Regions from separate parts of the Mus musculus genome. Here region 1 is linked to region 2. The links are chromatin contacts, called in public Hi-C maps. All regions are on one chromosome and are shown on one strand. The core of a region is the stretch at or near the end of the contact, and the rest is flanking DNA. Distances in the headings are between cores, read along the strand shown.

The links. A called contact is a pair of places that touch in the nucleus more often than the background predicts.
Region 1: a Hi-C map of the C2C12 cell line shows a contact between it and region 2, with 1.7 times the contacts expected there. The contact joins two enhancer-like sites. A contact is called at or near these places in 1 of 39 promoter capture datasets (hippocampal neurons), 8 of 484 Hi-C or Micro-C datasets (the C2C12 cell line, the G1E-ER4 cell line, Sertoli cells and 3 more) and 1 of 9 other capture datasets (embryonic stem cells).

The regions. Positions count from the first base shown.
Region 1 is chr10:40,727,130-40,733,682 of GRCm38.p6, reverse strand. It overlaps Mettl24 (methyltransferase like 24), which reads right to left. Exons shown (of 5, transcript NM_177793.3): 2 at 3,598-3,696. Among named protein-coding and RNA genes, the nearest start is that of Mettl24, 47 kb to the right of the region's middle. Within about 2 kb of position 3,217, at least 5 of the 459 cell types and tissues checked have an H3K27ac peak or open chromatin away from gene starts, as enhancers often do. A contact at or near this core is called in the C2C12 cell line, where this site is marked.
Region 2 is chr10:40,639,407-40,646,072 of GRCm38.p6, reverse strand. All of the region lies in intron 4 of Ddo (D-aspartate oxidase), which reads right to left. Among named protein-coding and RNA genes, the nearest start is that of Ddo, 13 kb to the right of the region's middle. Within about 2 kb of position 1,437, at least 10 of the 459 cell types and tissues checked have an H3K27ac peak or open chromatin away from gene starts, as enhancers often do. A contact at or near this core is called in the C2C12 cell line, where this site is marked.

The sequences.
Region 1 (6,553 bases), core at 1,968-4,467, 86 kb before region 2:
TTTTTGTTTTTGTTTTTGCAAGTACAGATAGGTAATTGGATAAATAACAGATAATAGATGGGTAGTAATAGTCAGAAAAACAGATTTTTAAAACATTTTTCTTATTTAAAACAGCTACTGTTGCTTAGATGAACTCTGTACTCAAAGCCTTGCTTCCTGGAGGCATATGGTGTGGGGGTTGCCCTAAGAAGCTGGCTCTGGAGCCTTCCATCAGAACAGAGCAAGTGCCCACGAGTTAACTGTTTCCTGCTAGCAGTTCACCGAATTATTCATGCAGAACTCTGTAGTGTGATCAGGGCCTCTCATATTATGAAAAACAATATTGCTAATTTACCTGAACCTGAAGCTCTGTGTACTGTGGTCAAATGCCATAGCCGAGAGAGAGAGAGAGAGAGAGAGAGAGAGAGAGAGAGAGAGAGAGAGAGAGAGAGAAAGGAAGGAAGGAAGGAAGGAAGGAAGGAAGGAAGGAAGGAAGGAAGGAAGAAAAATAAAAATATAAAAATTCAGGACCATAATCATGCCACCAAGGTCATCAGTATGCAGAAGGGTACCACACCCATGACTGTCTAACGCCCACCCACATGCTCAACCTCGGAGAGACACCCCTCTTACTTAATTGCCATTTGAGAAGGGCATTTTATTAAGGTTTGAGATCCGGGAGAGAGAGTGCCAGGCCCTGGGTAGGTGATTGACACATGAAAAACTCAGCCATGAGCTTATCAAGTGCTGGCCTTTACTGTACCAGTTTGAGCATAGATTTGAGGGATTGTTTTTTAAAGCAGCAGAGGAAGATGGGGGTGGAATTCACTCAGTGGCTCACTGCTGCTAACAGAAAATTTTAGGTAACAGTGACTTTAATATTCTGCAAGTTTTGCAGGCCTCCATTGTTAACATGATTTCTAAATGAGGCATAAGTCACAAAGGCATCGGCAAAGCTCCGTGTTGCATAGAGAAGGGGCGGAAGCAATAGTTAGTGAAAGAATCTAACGGAGAATCAGTGTCATCTATGACGGCTCCCACCTGGAAGCCATCACCTGGATAAAATGTCTCCTGATTACAAAACCATTGAGAGGTCTGCAATCTGTCACATTTTTCTGAAGGACAAAAAGCCTTCCACTGAGTCTGAAAGGAACTCGGGCCATATCATTTCAAAATATTCCAACCTGGTACAATCATTACCTCAAACTGCACTCTCTCAAGGGACTATAACTTCACAGGGAGCAATTGGCTCCCTCTATATGTAACAAGCTATACAGATTCTTTTGAGTGGGGTGGCCGTCCCATGCAGATGCTGGGGAAGAGCCTTGAATCCTCCTGGTCACTGGGGTTGCAATAAGACAGAATAAACTTTTAAGTCGCCTTCATCTCTTCATTGTCCACTAGCTCTTAGATTCACTGCCCCACCCGCCCCATCCCTGCAGCTGAGGTCTCCACCACAAATCTCCTGGCAGCATCCTTAGAACTTACTGCCTGGATCTAGAGGAAATCCATTTGTCCTGTTCCTTTCCAAGTTCCTTTCTTTCTCCATGTGCAAAGCATGAAAGCATTGTGCTTTGGCCATGTCTTAGAGCAGCACTGTCTTATGAAGACACCCACTGAGTTCAGCATAAACTTTGTCATTTGCTCTTGTATTGCACTTCCCAGCTCTTGTATCAGTTAGGAACTAAGATCCTGCTATGGAGCCCACAGCACATGGAGGTGGGAAGAATCTTTCTCTCACCGCTTCAAACACACGCTCTTGCTTATGGATCTTCTCAAGCTGTCTAATGATTATATATTTACTCATCTCTGGGCTCCTTGAGGCCAAGACTGCAAGCCCATTGCCTTCAGAATTGCCTGGCCACATAGCTGCTCAGGAATGCCTGGGTAATAGCCACCCTCACCTACTTTCTCAGCCATGGAGAAGATCTTAGAAGCATTTGGTCCAACCTCAAGGTTTTTGGGATCAGAACAGGGACAGTCACAGAGGCAAAATCAATGGTCCAGGTTCCAGCATTAGCCCATATCACATCAGAATGTGTTTCTTATTCCTAGACCTTTCCCCCTTTCAGACCATGGCTCATGAGAAAGCCCCAAGTGAAGTCTGAAATGACCACTGGATGCCCAAAGTGCATCTTGCAAGTAAACACATAAAAGTTAAGCAACATTAGCTCAAAATACATGTAAAGTAGGGTTTGGAGAGTTGTGCTCAATAAATTAATGTTGGAGGATGGGGCTCATCATTTTCAAATTCACTTTATATATTTAATGCCTCTAATTTTTCTCCAGGCTTTTAAAGAGTGTTTTTAGGTTGTAATTAAGAGATCTAGCATTCTATCCTTCATCTAAAACCATAATTGTGAAATTAAAATTTCAGTATTTTAATTAAGCCTGGGTAAATCCACCAAATTAATTTAAAGCAGCCAAAATAAGATAAATTTCTATAAAGCACGAGAACTGATTTATCATTCTATCAGTCACAATTAACTCCACAAGCTTTTATTTCCATGTCTCGGGGACAAGTATTAAAATTCCTATAAGTGTTTTGCTGCATCATGTAAGAAGTAAGATTTTTAACCTAAACTAACCTCCTATAGCTCTGGCAACAAGCCAGGCATGATGGCATACACCTGCGACCTTAGCACTCAGGAGGAGTTCAAGGCTAGCCTGGGCTAAACAGCCAGAATCTGTCTCAAAGTAAGGCCATATTCTTTCTCATCCTTTACGGTGAGCTTTGCTGCCGTGAGGCTCAGTGCAGCGGTAAGGGCCAGTGGACTTAAGAAAATAAGCATCCAGCACCCCTTCCCGCAGGCCACTTGTGCCCAGGGGGCCTCTTAGGGTAACCTTGTGCTCAGTTCCCAGGCTCGGAAAGTTCTACCTTCCTCCTCCTCTCAGTCCAGGGCTAAGCATCCCTCGGGCCTTCATCTCCCCCTTACATCTGCCTTCTCTAGGATCGGGCAACGTGACAGTGAACCTTCTAATTAATGTGTCAAGAGCCTGAGAGTCACTTTAATGAATGTTCTCTTGCTTCCTCAGGACCGGACTCTGCCTCACTCCCGGAGCTGCGCAGGAGCTGCCACTGTGAGGAAAGCCATCCATACTGGGGCTGCTCAGTGATGACTTAGGGCGATCCAAGGAGAGGGAAGTGAGCGCTGGGGTCACTAGCTTCTCGTGGCTCTTCTCAGAGCCTCCGTTTTCCTTGCCTATCACAGCCTGGTTGCCAAGAGCCCATGGCTGGGAAGCATACAGCCGGATGCTTCCAAATGGGAAAGAAGATGGTTTGGTTTTGTGACATACCTGACTGCCTACTCACAGGGACAAATCTGTCTCTTCAAATGGCTTTCCAAAGCAATTTTCTAAAGTGATTCTTTAAAACACATGGGGATGAATCATTAGAACATTCCAGATTGGTGAGAATCTAGGAAGATGACAGGCTAACAGAAGCTATCTTCCCTGCCTTCATGGGTGTGGAAAAAATTGAGTAGCAACAGGGGACCCTACCCTGCTCCCATCAGGAGCTCCTCAAAATTCCCAGGACCTAGATGGCAAAATCTCCTTGCAATGGTTGGTCAGTACCTTTGACATTATTCCCAAACCTATTTTAGCTTGAAACTCAACCTGAGTGGTACTGATGTAGCTCAGGAACCTTGAGGCCTCTTCATCCAGGGACCGAGAAGGGCCTGCCCATGGCTGGAGCTCTATGTGCCATCGGGAACCCTGTGAAGGACAGAGAACACAGTGGGTCTGTAAAGATTCAGGATCTGGGCAGAACAGAAGAAATACAAGGTTAGGCCAAGGTATCAGCATATGTGCCCAGCACTGTTGTCATTGAAGGCAGCATAAGCCACAGGAGATGTCCAGTGGCCAAGTTAAGAAGCCAGTGACAATGGCCCCTGGGGACTGTCTAGTTAAAGACAAACTCTACCTGACTCCACCTGAAAGGACCTTAACGCAACTGGATACATGATACCCCTTCACACTCAGAGAGGAATGCTCATTACCTGTTACTGCTTTCTAAGGTTAGAGTTTCAAGAATCTGTTCCCTAAAGAACAGTTTTGGGGGTCACAGCACCAAAAAGCTGAGGTGCATGGTGGAAGAGACACTGAGGCCTTTGGTCATCTTTCTTAGCACTGAGAGAGATGGGTAATGAGACCTACTGCTGAGCTGGTGTGTGGGACAAGGATGCTGAGCTGAGAAGGATGGCTTTCTAGCACATAGAGACCGCTCACACCTGTCAGCAGAGAATCTGAGGTATTATCAGTACTATATGGCTAGTGATGGGGCCTGAGCCTTGCTCACAGCATGGGTGGGCAGCAGAAAGACCGAGGGAGAGCAGTGGGCTGGAAGAAGCATAAATGGGCATGTCTGCAGGTAAAAGGAAGCTTGGTCAGGAAGTCTTTGGTAGAACTCATAGATCCTCTCCTAGACAGTCACCTTTTAGAGACCTCCAGGAACCTCAGCGATTTCAAGTGTAGACTAGGGCCCAGCCTACAGAGCAACAGCAATGGAGGGCAAAAGACCTTCCAAGGGCTGGCATGGTGAATGACTAGCTTCAGAGAGACTTTAGTGGTCACAGACTAGAAGATCCTGCACGGTATCAAGTTGGCCCCTAGCTCAATTTATGTTGAGGAAGGATCTGGGGACCAGATAGAAAGACCATTCATGTACATACATTATTCTCCAGGCAGTGGCAAGAGCTGTTACTACCACCACCCCCAACCAACAGAAACATTTAAACAAGATGGTCATGAGACACTTTTTAAAAATGTGATTGTCTCCCCTCAGATGTCACCCAGGGGACTCTGGATGAAACTGAACCGAGAAGGAGTAAGGCAAGCAGGCAGCACCATTCCCAAGGCTAGGATCAAAGAGTACACACAAAGAAGAAAGTGGGTTGAGCCCAAGCATTCATTGTTGCCTGCTTCTTGACTATGACTGCAATGGGACCCACTGCTTCCATGTGTCACTGTGACTTTTCTGCCTCAGACTGTGAGCCAAAAGTCCCTAGAGTTGCATCTGGTAGGGTTCTTATCAGAGCAACAGAAAAGGAAACTAAGACAACTACATAGAAAGACTCTAACTTGGGGAAAAAGATGTAGCTACTCTGCTCTCCAAGCTGCCTTTCTGAGGACAGCCATGTCTTATAGCTGTTGTCTTGTGAAGGGAGAGCACAGAGCGTCAAGGAATACTATCCAATCCACCTTCCATGCCTGTATTGATTTTTTTCTTCTCTTATTAGATGCTAATTACCATTCAGTCAGTCAATATTTATCAAGCACCAGCATGGACCAGGCAAGGATAAATACAAAACTGAATACGATGTAAACTTTCCCAGGAGATATCATGGCTAGGAGCAGACATCAGATTTGTACATAATGACTTTGAAAAGGAAATAGGAACACATTTAAGAGAGTCATTCCTTTCAGAGAACGGTTTCTGAAGTTACAAGTTAAACACATTTAAAGACAAACACCTCCTCAGGCCCAGCCACACTCTCTCCTGCATCAAACAGACAGAGCACTTTCATAGATCTCTCCTAGGCCATTTATTAGTTAGAACGCAAGAGAGCCAAACTGTTGTGTCTACATTAGCCAACGTTGTCATCTTGTGGCTTAGGCAAATATCAGTCAGGGACCTGTCACACTGACTGACTGAAGAGAACTTCACAAAGAGACCGTTTACAAAGTTGTAGGCAGGAATTAAGGGTAAAAAGGAATTACGGTGATAACAATGACAGGTGACACCAGAGGACCCTCTGGGGAAATGGTATGGAGAGGGACTTTAAGAAAGGAAAACAGCCAAATCTATTACATATATCACCTTATCTGCCACATCCGATGGTCTCCTGCCTTCTGTGAGCCAAATCCACAGAGAGGAAAACTGAGACTGGCCCCTGCTGTCAGTCCCCCCTTCCCCGCCCCCTGCCCATCACATCCACCCCCAGGGTCCCAGATGGTAGAGTAGTGGAGGTGAAATGGAAGCAAGGTTTGAAACAAAGTTCATTCATTCATTTATTTATTCTGTAGGCATTTGTGCTTCATGCCTACAGGGTATGTTTCTTTCCATTTAATGCAAGGCACAGCGGTGTCATGCAACAAATGCAAGAAATTATTTAGGGTCTCTGATGGAATTCTCTATGGGATACAATAGGGGCACAAGGAAATGGCGTCTTTAAGGATTACTCACAAAAGATGCACAAAAAATTTGGATACAGATCACAGGGAAGAATTTCTATGGCTAAAAGCTTCCAAACGCAGCAAGGTGTTTTGGAAACATTACAGGGACACGTCAGACTCAGCACCAGCATTAAGCCAGGGCTAGCACACAGGAGTTACTTCACACATTGGTAGTTGTGAATCCATCTTGTTAAATATAGGATTATCTTTCTGCAACCTGATACTCCTCATTTCCAGCTGAGAGTTGACCACAAAGAAGCTAAAACACAGCTGTGCTGGTGGATAATGCACGTCAAGGAATCTCAGACGGAGGTCTAATAACAGCACACAGACAGCAATACACGCTCTCAGATGAGCTCTCACATACTGCTTTGGTTTAGCTGTTTAAAAAACATTT
Region 2 (6,666 bases), core at 188-2,687:
CCTGCTCCTGATCCTGCTCCTGCTCCTGCTCCTGCTCCTGCTCCTGCTCCTGCTCCTGCTCCTGCTCCTGCTCCTGCTCCTGCTCCTGCTCCTGCTCCTGCTCCGTCATAGGCTGTTAATTCTTGCATGTGCCTTGGGATTTGTCAGCTCTCTCTAGTAGATGGTTGCTCCATGTTCCCTCTCTGTCTCTATCTCTGTCTGTCACACACACAAACACCTGCTCACTCACAGGTACGAGGGATGTTTTTACAAAAGGAACAATACAGAGAACTGATGGAATAAATGACCACTTATTGTTGGACCAAATGAGAAGGAATGGCTTAGCCAAGCCTCATAATCATTGTTGAATTGTAGGCTAATACACACAGAGTAAAACCTCACCACAGGGGCCATTTCTAAGTAGCTCAGTAGCCCTAAGCTCATTTGTATCATTGTATGACCCTTACCACCACCCATCCCAGAGACTTTTCTTATTGAATGGAGAAATTCTGTAGCCATTTAAAAAAAATAACCCCAGTAATCTTGTCATCATAATCTTAATCCCCTGTAATCTTATAATCGTATTCCTGGGTTACTTATAGGATACAGGGGATTTACTCTAAGAGACTCTTGGCAGTACTGTTCAACAGATGCAGGTTGGCCATCTAGAAGCAAAACATTGCTAAGAGGAACAAAATCTAATAAGACCCAGTGCTCTTTCTCAGGGGCCAGAGAAAGAACTGGGAGAGTGTGTAGCTAGCTGAAAGAATGAAGTATTAACATACAGATATGTGCATACATATACACACACATATGCATGCATTCACATACAGATATGTGCATACATACACACACACATGTCCATGCCTTTACATACAGATATGTGCATGCATATACACACACATATGCATGCATTTGGGTGCACACATACACACACAAACCCATAATCAGCTCCATCTCTGGATAACTCTGACAAATAGACTGGTACCACAGAAACATTTGTCTCCCTGTATACTGTCACTCAAGAGAGAACCCGGGACGACTTGACTGACAGCACAAACAGAGGTTTGGATGCCTGTACCCTCTGTGCCTCTGAGAGAGCAGAAGTTCACATGCCAGTTCTCAACACACCCCTCCTCCATTCTGGATGAGCAAAGGTTTCACAAGAAGGAAAACACAAGAAAAGGCAGAACCTCCCAGACAGCATAATCGTGGCTGGAAATGGTGGCACAGTTTCATTGTTGATTTTGACGCAACAAGAAAAGACTCTGGCTTTCTATTCCCACTTGCTAGCTGGGAAGTTCAACTGAGACTTGCATTGAGGTCTGTGAGGAACTGGCCTTCTGACACTGGTCTCATTTCTAGAAAACGCCACAAGTAGAGGAGAGTATACGAGAACATTGCCACTCCCCAGCGTCACAGACCCGACAGCTGCCTTCGCAGCTCAGCTGAGGGTGGCTGGAGATGGGTCTGTCAACCGCCACATTCCTCCCACTGTGGGGACCATTTCACCACTGAGCAATTTAAAGGACAGCTGGAAACCTCTGGATTTGAGTCATATACTAAATATTTACAGAAGGCCAGCTATGCTAAGCCCTCAGTAATTCGAACCTGGAGTGTATTTTCTTTCCATTCGGTCCAGAGGTCCTTTCAGGCACTAATTTTCACCCTGTGCATCCTTGCTTATTATTCAGAAAACCAGTGAAAGGCTATGCCATTTACTTGGGACGAGAAAATCAAAGACCCTGGCAAGCATTCATGGCACCGACCACAAATAACCATGAAAAGTTTTAGTATGATGGAGTGACTTAAATAGGTGAGAACAGAACCTTTTATTTCATGGACATAAATTTCTGCTCTCTCCTTGCAACAATTTGGAAGCCAAGATCATGTTAGTTGGATGTACATTAATGGACTGTCTTTAAAGGTGAAGCCATTCTCTCAGACAGAGAGAGGGATGAGTCGGTGCTTTGTGGTGACTCTATCCAGCACACTGTTTGGTGGTGTTTAAGACAATAAGCACCAATGCCACAGAAACCTGGAATGAAAAAGTGTGCGAGCCAGAAGGTGGGGAGGAGTGCTCGGTGAGTCGGTCTTCTGGACATCCTCTAGCTGCTGTAACCGTGAACTGGCAGCAGCCGGTGTGACCTGCAAAAGATGGGCACAGACTGGGCCCATCAATGCTTCCTCCTGGATAGGGAAGGGCTCATGAGGCCCCTCCTTTCCCTGGTAGCTTCTGGAGGAAGAGGTATTGTTTATTTCAGAGGGGTAGCCAGTGATAATGTGCCCATGTTCTAGTAATAAACCTACACACACACACACACAGAGAGACACACACATACACACACACACACACACACACACACACACACACACACACACGTTTTAATTAAACTCAGTGGGTCACAAAAAGAAAAAAAATACACAAAAGTAGGTCAGGAGCTGTCCGGAGGAAGGGTGAGCTGCTTGGTCTTGTTTTGTTTTGTTTTGTTTTGTTTTGTTTTGTTTTGTTTTGTTTTGTTTTGTTTTGTTTTGTTTTGCCAGATTGATAAAAGCTAGAGTTATCTGAAAAGAAGGAACCTCAATTGAGAAAATGCTGCCATCAGCAGGCAAGCCTGAAGGGGATTTCCTTGGGTGGTAACTGATGTGTGTGGTGCCATTCCTGGACGGGAGATCCTGGGTTATGTAAGAACGCAGACTAGATGTGGTGGTTTGAATAAAAATGGTCCCCCTTGGCTCGAAGGGAATGGTGTGATTAGGACATTTGGCTTTGCTGAGTGTGTGTGGGTTTCTTGGAGGAGGTGTGTCACTAGAGGGGATGGCCTTTAAGGTCTCAGAAGCTCAAGCCTGGCCAGTGTCTCATTGTCACTTCCTGCCACCTGTAGATCTAGATATAGAGCTCTCAGTTCCTTCTCCAGCACCGTGGCTGCCTGGACGCTGCCACCCTTCCCACAATGATGATAATGGACTGAACCCCTGGACTGTAAGCCCCGACGAAGTGCTTTCCTTTATAAGAGTTACCATGGTCATAGTGTCTCTTCAGAGCAATAAAACCCTAAGACACTGAGCAAGCCACGCAGAGCAATCCAGTAAGCAGCACCCATCCATGGCCTCTGCATCAGCTCCTGCCTTGAGTCCTGACTTTCCCTCATGATCATGTTCCTGCCCATGTTCCTTTGACCATGTTTGCTCACAGCAGCAGGAAGCAAGCAAGGACAAAGCGTTTGAACAGAGGAGGCAGAGGCAGGAGAGAGGGTAACGGGAACTGAAAACAACTAGAAGTCCTTCAATGTGTGACACACTGTCAAAGACTAAAAGCAGACAAGGACCAGGAAAAGACTTGGGGAGCGAGCCATCTCCCCTCGCTGTCCCTGCAACCTTGTTAAGCTAGCTTCTTCCGCCATAATGCTGTGAGGCCCTGGTTTCAGCGCATTGTGAAATTGAAAGGAGCAAGTATCAGACTGTGACCCACCACAACTGCTGCGGCTGCTTTCCTAGAAAAACAAGACACTCAAGGGTTGGTCACTATAAAGCACAATCCCAGCTCTGTGACCTGGGGGTAGCCCTGCTTCACACCCTCGTACTGCTTATATTTAACTACAACCATTTGTCTCTTTAAAGGCTTTATGTGGTTGCTCTTTTTAAACGCTATCTTGGCTTTGATTTCTTTTAATAGGCTGTGGGTTCTGTGTGCTAGTCTTTGAACGTTCTGACCTGTGCCCCATCATTCAAATCAGAACTCAGGGTTAATTTTCTAATTCAGGGAGGTAAGTGGACTTCTCAGCCTTGGGGTTCATGTAATTTTCTTAAATTCACTGAACTTGTTTCCTTAATAGCCCAGGGATAAGTGAGTGGCCCGCTCAAAGAGTAGTTAGGTCTATGAGAGGATTCAATAAACGCAAATGTTCTTTTCTATTTCAACAGCCCTCGCTGGGAGCTATGATAAAAGTCCAACATGTTACGGGAGAGGAGCCAGGTGGCGGATGGCTGGGATTTTGGAAGGCCTGGCCAGGCTTGTTGTGCCGAGTCCTTTTGGACTGGATGGAGGAGACTTGCTGTCCATGTCCAGAGGCAGGTCAGCCCGGGCTGTCTGAATGGGCATGCATGATGCTGCCCACCCATCATTATCTATATGAAGCTGCTATTACAGAAGCTAGGGCTGTAAAAACACTCAACTAGTTCCCTCTGGGCCTTTGGCAACTGAGGGAGAGCCCATCCTGTAGAGGGAGCATGCCATGGCTGAGAACCCATGAGGAAAAGGGAGCTGTATTGGCTCAGGGCACTGAGGCAGAAGGAGGGGCTCTGTTGGAGAAATATTGTAGTGAGGACTGGCAGGAGGGAGCAGAGAGCTCTGGATGGGAGAGCAGGGCAGGGTGGAGGGAACAGATCAGTGCAGAGGGCAAGTTCACCCCACAGCACTGCCCGACCGTGCCCTGGAACCCACTCACCTGGACCAACCTATGAGACACATTCTAATTTTTAAATAGGAACTTGATGAAGAGAAAAGGAAGAACAGTAGACATTTGAAAATCATTTAAATTTTATGTGGTTTCTAAGCTGGCAAACATTCCTTTGAGACAGACTATACCTTATTTTGAGAATGTTACCCAAGTAAGCCCCTGCATTGCTAAGCTATAAGGTGAAAACTCCTTTTGCAGATTAAGTCAATGTCAGAGACAAGGTAAAAGACTTGGGGCTATGTCCCTGAAGACTACTTGCCCAGGACTTCTGCAGCTAGAGGAGAGGAAGGAGGCTGGTACCTTGCCCATGCCCAGCCGGCTTCTCAGGTGTAGTCTCCCCTCCCCCAGCCTGAAACCTGCTTGCTCAGGGATGGAGCTTCCCGCTCAATCTTTCTGCCACGCCTACTGCTGGAACCTGCCGCTTTGCTGTTCCGAAACCATCACGTGATCACCCTGCTACTGGATTCCAAGATTATTTGGCGGGAATTGGGCACCTCCCCCTTCCTTTATAACTGAGTGCTGAAATAGTAAAAATTGAACCTTGAGCAGAGAGCTTTGTCTTGGTTCCTTCCTTATGTCGCGCAGCCCAACCCCTCTTCTCTTCCAGGTTTCCAAAATGCCTTTCCAGGCTAGAACCCAGGTTGTGATCTGCTGGCCAGACACAACACTCAGGCAGCGGTGCATCCTACCTCAGAGGATGAGAGCATCCATCCCAATAGAATGGAGGAGGCTGGAGGCCGAGCAAGGCTGCCTGGAATTGGGGCTCAGAGCTGAATGTGGAATGGATCCCGGTAGGAGCGAAGATAATTGAGAGACGTTTGTCCCCTTGCTTTAGCTATCAGACTGTTGAAAATGGACCCCATTTTCCCCCAGGAATCTCATGCTGAGAGAGGAAGGCTGAACCCCAGTGTTAGAGGCTGAGTGTCTCCTGGAAAGAGATTCAGGCAGTCCTGACAACTTGTTAGACCATGTGCAGAAAAGACTGCGGCTGGACACAGCGTGGTACCCAGACCACACCCTGACCGGAGCGCTTCAGTGACACATACCTCTCCCCTCTCTTTAAACCTGATGGTGGGTGTGGTTCTGGAGGGTGGACTGGATTTTGTTAACAATGTGGCTAGACTGAATAACACTCCTTTTTGTTGGTTTGTTTGCTCCACTTTGCTTTTCACCATTGTTTAATTGGCTTGTGGAGAATGGGGCCAAACATGGCTTATTAGAGCTGCCAGGAGCTCTGGCCCAACCATTCAGTATCTGAAGGAAAACATCTCTCTTGGTATGGAGTTAGGTCTCCTCTCACTCGAGAATGAATAGAGGCAACCTTGTTAGGAGTCTCTAAAGTCAATCAGAATGAGTTTTTAGGCATCATAGGAAAACAGGTTTGAAGTGGAGAGGTGAGAAACAGCCACACTGAGGATGAAGAGAGAGCTAAGGATGGCCGGGTGGGACTCAAGGACGATGCGAACTTGTGCGAGTTGTGTTAGGACTGCTCTCTGCATGTGCACTGTTAGTCAGCTTTAAAGCTAACTCGCAGATCTCAACCCAAAGAACAGCACCTTCTCATCAGAGATTTAAAAACAACAAAACAAAAAGTCACTTATGTTCAGTCAGTTTGTTCAGAAACAAGAAGAAGCCTAGTTTAAAGTCTCAGTTGGCAAGTCTTAGAGACTGGTTTCTTCATAGCCTGACATTGCTCCAGAGTTAGAGCTTTAAAATGTATTTTAGGTTGGCAAAGCCGCCAGATGCATATGGTCTAATTCCGTCTTGACGCCATCACTGTCTCTCTGACAATGAGCTGCTGCTATACCCTCTGGGAGTGTCCGTCCACCCCAGCCTGGCCGACTCCATGAATACACACAAATCACTCCAAGCACATCAGACATCGGGTATAAAGCAGCTTCCGGTCCTTTGGACCCTCCACGGAGGGTGTATGGGCGTGGCCCAGGGGTTCTGTAGGCAGGCAGGCCTGAAAGGGAAACAGTCACACTCCCTTAACTTCACAGAAGCGGTGGCGAGGAAGATACAGCCAGGAAGATGCCTCCGAGCAGACGAAGGCCTTAATAAACCTGCAGAGGCCACTGCACCCACCCTGCATCTGTTCCTTACAAAGCTTACCGCCAGTGCCAGGAAAAGCAGGCACCAGCCTCTTTCTGCCTTTTACAGTGTTCTCTCAATTCGTCCTTGCTTACACCCGGGGAAAAACAACAGTGAGCACGTTCAACTGTGT